Regions from separate parts of the Hordeum vulgare genome. Here region 2 is linked to region 1. Evidence: chromatin contacts called from public Hi-C data. All regions are on one chromosome and are shown on one strand. Each heading gives the region's core, a stretch centred on a gene start, on an enhancer-like site or on the middle of the called end of the contact. The rest is flanking DNA. Distances are from core to core; before and after follow the strand shown.

Evidence for each region. Hi-C and Micro-C count contacts between places; a contact is called where the count stands out from the background.
Region 2: a contact with region 1 is called in a Hi-C map of seedling, with 5 times the contacts expected there. The contact joins the promoter of LOC123413077 here to the promoter of LOC123412667 in region 1. A contact is called at or near these places in 5 of 6 Hi-C or Micro-C datasets (leaf, seedling and an unstated tissue) and 1 of 1 datasets of contacts at active chromatin or transcription factors (embryo).

Annotation. Positions count from the first base shown.
Region 1 is chr7H:130,513,782-130,516,481 of MorexV3_pseudomolecules_assembly, reverse strand. It overlaps LOC123412667, which reads left to right and starts at 1,410. Exons shown (of 2, transcript XM_045105614.1): 1 at 1,410-2,700. The coding sequence starts at 2,410.
Region 2 is chr7H:130,757,490-130,760,265 of MorexV3_pseudomolecules_assembly, reverse strand. It overlaps LOC123413077, which reads right to left and starts at 1,294. Exons shown (of 1, transcript XM_045106022.1): 1 at 1-1,294. The coding sequence starts at 1,084.

The DNA of each region.
Region 1 (2,700 bases), core at 161-2,660:
AGATGCATGCTCGATAGCGGTCGATGGATGGAGCAATAGTAGTAGATGCAGGCAGGAGTCAATCTACTTGCTTATGGACGTGATGCATATGTACACATGATCATTGTTGTGAATAAATATTGCATAACTATGCGCTTTTCTATCAGTTGCCCAATAGTAATTTCTTTACCCATCGTCTGCCTTTTTCGAGAGAGATGCCGCTAGAGAACACTATGGGCCCCGGGTCTATTCACATATAAATTTACAAATGCAACTATTTCCTCGCTGCCTTTATTTACTTTCAATTTATTTTGCAATTTATATTTATCCAACTATCATCTACACTACTTATCTGCTTGCAAGTAACGAGTTCAAGGGGATTGACAACCCTCCTGACTACGTTGAATGCAAGTGTTTGCTATTTTGTGTATACGTGTTGAAGACGGATGTTGTGTGATCCTCCTATTGGTTCGATAACCTTGGTTCTCACTGAAGAAAATACTTATCTATACTATGCTGCATCATCCCCTCCTCTTCGGAAAAAACCCAATGTAGATCACAAGTATCAGAGAGCAGTTGGTTCTTTGAAAAATGGATTTAAGATCATTGATGACAGGCAATTCCACCCTTTCTACATCCAAGTTAAGCTTTTGTGTGCTTCATAACTGGATTGTGGAGTGGTATCTCGATGAGAAGATGTGATTGTTGATGATGTTGAGTCTTGTCGTGGTGTCAAGGCATATGATAATGAATCATGAAAGAGCAAAAGGTTGAAGCGGGCTGAGGCAATGTGGGCTACCAAAGATAACACAAGGATCTGATGAAGAAGAAGAAGAAGAAGAAGACACCTCCCCCCCCCCCCCCCACCCCCACACACACACTTCATCGCTATTGATGAAACATTCTCCACTGAGCCATATGTTTGTTAATTTGTACTGCCATTTCTTAGTACCTACAACGAATTTATTTAGTAGCTAGGAGTGAAACAGTGTCAATCCCGTACTGCATGATGATTATTTGACATTGTCTGGTAAGATCACCACTAGTGAGAAGGGGTGACCACTGACCACAATATAGGCCAGGAGTAAACAAACAACATGTTTTCACATCTTCACAACCATAACCCTTAAGGGCCTCTTTGGATTGAAGGATTCCAATCAATTGGATTTTTTTTCCTAAGGAAGCCCTTTGGATGACACTTCCAAAATTCCTATGGATTGCATTCCCACGCCTCAATCCTATAGGAATTTCAACATTCACTCTAACCTCCTTTTTACAGTAATTCGCGTAGGATCGAAGCACTTTTCCTATGTTCCATCCAAACGACGATTCATGTAGCTTTTCTCTGTTTTGTACCTGCAACCATGTCAAATTCCTCTGTTTCTCTAATTCCGGTGTTTTCTAATCCTATGATCCAAAGAAGCCGTAAGCGCATCCAACCAAATGTCATGTATCAAACGACCTCGTGATGCAATACAAGCAGCCACACAAGTGCAAAACATGGCTTAAAACCTATATTACCTCTGCCGGGCTCTACGGAGCAACAAATGTAAAGAGGTCTGCAGGCAACCAAACACGACCATAGAGACATGAAAAGCAATTACTTTCTCCGTTCCAAAATAAATGTCTCAAGGTTATATTAACTTTATACTAAACTTGAGACAATTATTTTGGGACGGAGGGAATACGTTTTGTCCCAGTACGGTGCAATGTAGACAGTCCAGCCATGCTATTCCCAATTTACGAATATGTATTGCACAGGGTGCTTGTCGTTGAGAGCTGAAACATGCGCATAGATTCAAACTGGAAAGGACTTGAACCCTGGTCTTGAGGTATCAGGTTCAGGTGCATCATATCCCTCGGGAACAAACAGCACCGTCGAGAAATGCGACTCATACCCTGCTTCATGTGCTGTTTTTCTGACTAACTGAGTACTAACGCTCTAGCTTTTTCCAGTAAACTGCCTGTGTACAAAACCACAAGAAAGTTACTACACAAAAACACAGTTTATCGAATGGGTGTACCTTATTTGGATTCAACATCCGGTGTCTTCACCACCCCTCGTGGCGTGTCACCATCTTCCCCACGCCCCATTACTGATGAAGCAGGGACCGGCGACAACACCATTACCACTAGTCAGTCTCCGGCCTGTGCTGGCAGCCACCAACCTTATAACACAAATAAATAAATAATGCAGGAGGTGATCTCCTCGAGAAGATGAACGATGTCCGTCGGATGCCGATCCGACGACGCTATGCATAACGATATATTTGGCTGCAATGCCGTCTTTCTTTTGCTTTCCTCCTCTATATTTATTTATGACGTTATACCAGCTTGTCATGCTGACGAGCAATCTTGCCGGCTCAGCTATATACCGGAGACAGATTCAGGTCTTGAAGTTGAACCTTGAGGCACCATTTTTCTTTGCAAATGGTGGCCGAGCTAGCACGCCAGAACAGCCCAACCGAGATCACAATTGACGGCCCCGAGCCGGATCCTCCACCTTCTGCCACCAATCTAACAAATGGAAACAGACAGCCCCAGGATCCTCAGCCTCCTCCACCTGCAAACGAGCTCATGCTGGACCTGAGCAAGTACATCCTGCTGCTGGCAACGCTGGTGGCCACGGTGACGTATACCGCGGGGTTCAACCCGCCGGGGGGCGTCTGGCAGGAGACTGTCGCCGCCTCGGACCAACTCGCCGGCGACTCCATTCTCCAG
Region 2 (2,776 bases), core at 45-2,544, 240 kb before region 1:
ATGCCCCCATAAGTCCAAAGAGGCTAACTAGAACACACAACCGCAGAGCATTTGACTTGACAACATGATCCAACGCTGTTTGACTCAGGAGCATGATGATGATGACGAGCGATCCAGCAAAAGCAGTGGCATTGCAATAGAAGAAGGCCTTGAACCGGCGTGGGTAGTGGTCTCGCAGCACCGGGTCACCAGGAATGTGGTTGTTGTTATCATCAGACCAGAAGCCACCTGGAGGAGATAGCCCTGCGACATAAGTCACCGTTGCTGCCAGTGTGGCAAGAACCAGCAAGGAGCTGCGATTTCTTTCAAGATGTTCCACTTCTTCCTCTCTGTCTGCAGCCTCTTTCTCCTTTTTCTTCTTCTCTTCTTCTGCAAGAACCTGCTCGGAGCTGCCATTTCTTTCAAGTTCTTCCGTCCTGATTGAAGCGACTCGCCCATCGGTTATCCCCTCTGCATTTGAAGCCTTTTGCTCATCTGGTTTTGATGACGTGAAAATGTGCAGCAGAGTTCCCTTCCAACTTTCACTGACACGGGATAGAAATTTTCGCAGCCGCTCAGGTGCCAGGTGCTTGAAGAATACCACATGGAGCGTGACATAGGCGAAGATGCCAACCAGTAACACCCAGATGTAAACAGAGGTCATCACCTCCCTGCAGCTCCCAGCGGCGTATGCCCCCATGAGCCCCAGCAAGCCCAGGATCATGGCGAACTGGAGCACGCGGAGCCAGACCGGATTCCGGCTCACCTTCCTCACCAGGAGCAGTATGAGCACCATGAGCGAGGCCCCGAACGCCGTGGTGTTGCAGTAGAAGAAGACATGGTACCGCCTGGGGTAGCTGTACCTCATCACGATGTCGCTGGCGACGCGGCCCTTCTTGCTCTCCTGCCAGACGCCGCCGGGCGGGGCCAGCCCCGCCTGGAACGTGATGGCCGCCACGAGGATGGCCATCAGCACCAGGTACTTCCTCAGCTTCCACAGGAGCTCGGCCTCGTCGGCGCCGGCTGGCTGCTGCGGCTCGACGGGAGCGTTGCCGGCAGCTGCAGGGGCATGGCCATTGCCGTTCTGCTCTCCGGAATCCTCCATGGGTTTGGGATTGCTTGCGAAATCTCTAGCTCCTCTCTAAAGATTGTAGCTTATGTGGGTTTGCAAGATTGAGATGAACTGGGTATGCGGCGCTGGTCTTGGTCTCTGGGGGTGCACCCTCCTTCACATTCGAGTGTTCCACAGTTCCACTGCACAGGAAGGGGGAAGTGGGCAAGATGAAGAAATATCCAATGGCCGAAAACGTGGACCGTTTCAAATGGCCGAAGCTTCGCCGTTGTGGCCATAAAAGCGCAGCAGTCCTTTTCTGCAGTCCACTCCTCCTAGTTTCTGGAGTATTTGCTACACTCCTACCTAAATTGGAGCAGCACAACTTTACGTGGGCAAAATGTGTGCTGGGTTGAGATAATCAGATTACAGCATATCTAGTAAAGTACATCCAGGCCTATCTAATTGCAATAGAATACATTGTAGTAGTACAGTATTGTGAAGCCATAATACAACTTGCACAAACATCCAAGACAGTGTTCCATCTGTCTTTCCATCTGAATGAAAAATATATATATATAGAGAGAGAGAATGTTGCTTGCAAGGAGGTCTGTTGTCTTGTTGCCTTTAATCTCTCATCCTAGCTCTTCCTTTTGCCCTTTCTATCTACTCCTATCTTTCTCATCTTAACTTAACTTCGAGAATATACGAAAAGTTTATCTTCATAATTTGCAATTCATGGATTGTGACGCCTGAAAGTTTACAGTATTTCATTCAGTGCTACAAAAGGCGTGTGTGAAAACAGACTACCGTGCAGAGGTTTGTTGGGGGTGCTGTGTGACTGTGTCTGTGTAGTATCTAGCGAGAATCGTGCTAGATTTACTATTTTAAAGATGCCACGTGCATGGCAAGCTAATATATCATGCCATTCAAGTACCAGGCTGCCAGAGGGACAGAGATCGGCATGTTTTGAAGTCCGGCGAGGACGACAAGACATCAAGCTGCCACCAGATGCATCCATCCTCGCACCCGAAGACTTGCCATTGCCAATCCCCAAGTCTTCGTGCCTGTCGCCTGGTTCCTAACACCAACCGCTAAGATTATCCAAATGCATTTCCCACTAGTTTCACACTGCAAACAGAGGAGGGAGTGATCTTTTTCAGAGATACCATGTCCAAGCAGCCCCATCATGCAGCGCGAGTGCAAGAGACGCAAGAGGATAAGGGCCCTGTTTGGATCCAAATGTTAGAGCTAGTTGGGGCTAGTTGGAGCTGAACTAACCCTCAAAGTATCCAAACATTTGTGCTAGTTTGGGTTAGATGGAAACTAACCCATAAAAAAACTATCCCTAAGAAGAGGTGTTAATTGGAGCTAGTTGGGGAATACCAGTAAAAAAAATCCCATCCTCCCGCATCTAATCTTATCCTTTGCCATCCTTCCGCATCCACCGCTCTGGCCCCAGCCGGCCGCTGCTCGTCCGCTCGCCCCAGCCGGCCGTTGCTCGCCGCGCTCGCCTCAGCCGGCCGCGCTTGCCCCAGCCGTCCGCTGCTCGCCCGCTCGCCCGTTCGGCCCCGCCGGCCGCGCTCGCCACCGCCTGCCGCTGCGCTCGTCACCGCCTGCCGCCGCCACCACCGCCTGCCGCCGCCACCACCGCCTGCCGCCGCGCTCGCCACCGCCTGCCGACGCCGCCCCCGCCACCGCCTGCCGACGCCCCCACCTGCCCGCGACAGCCACCGCCTGCCGACG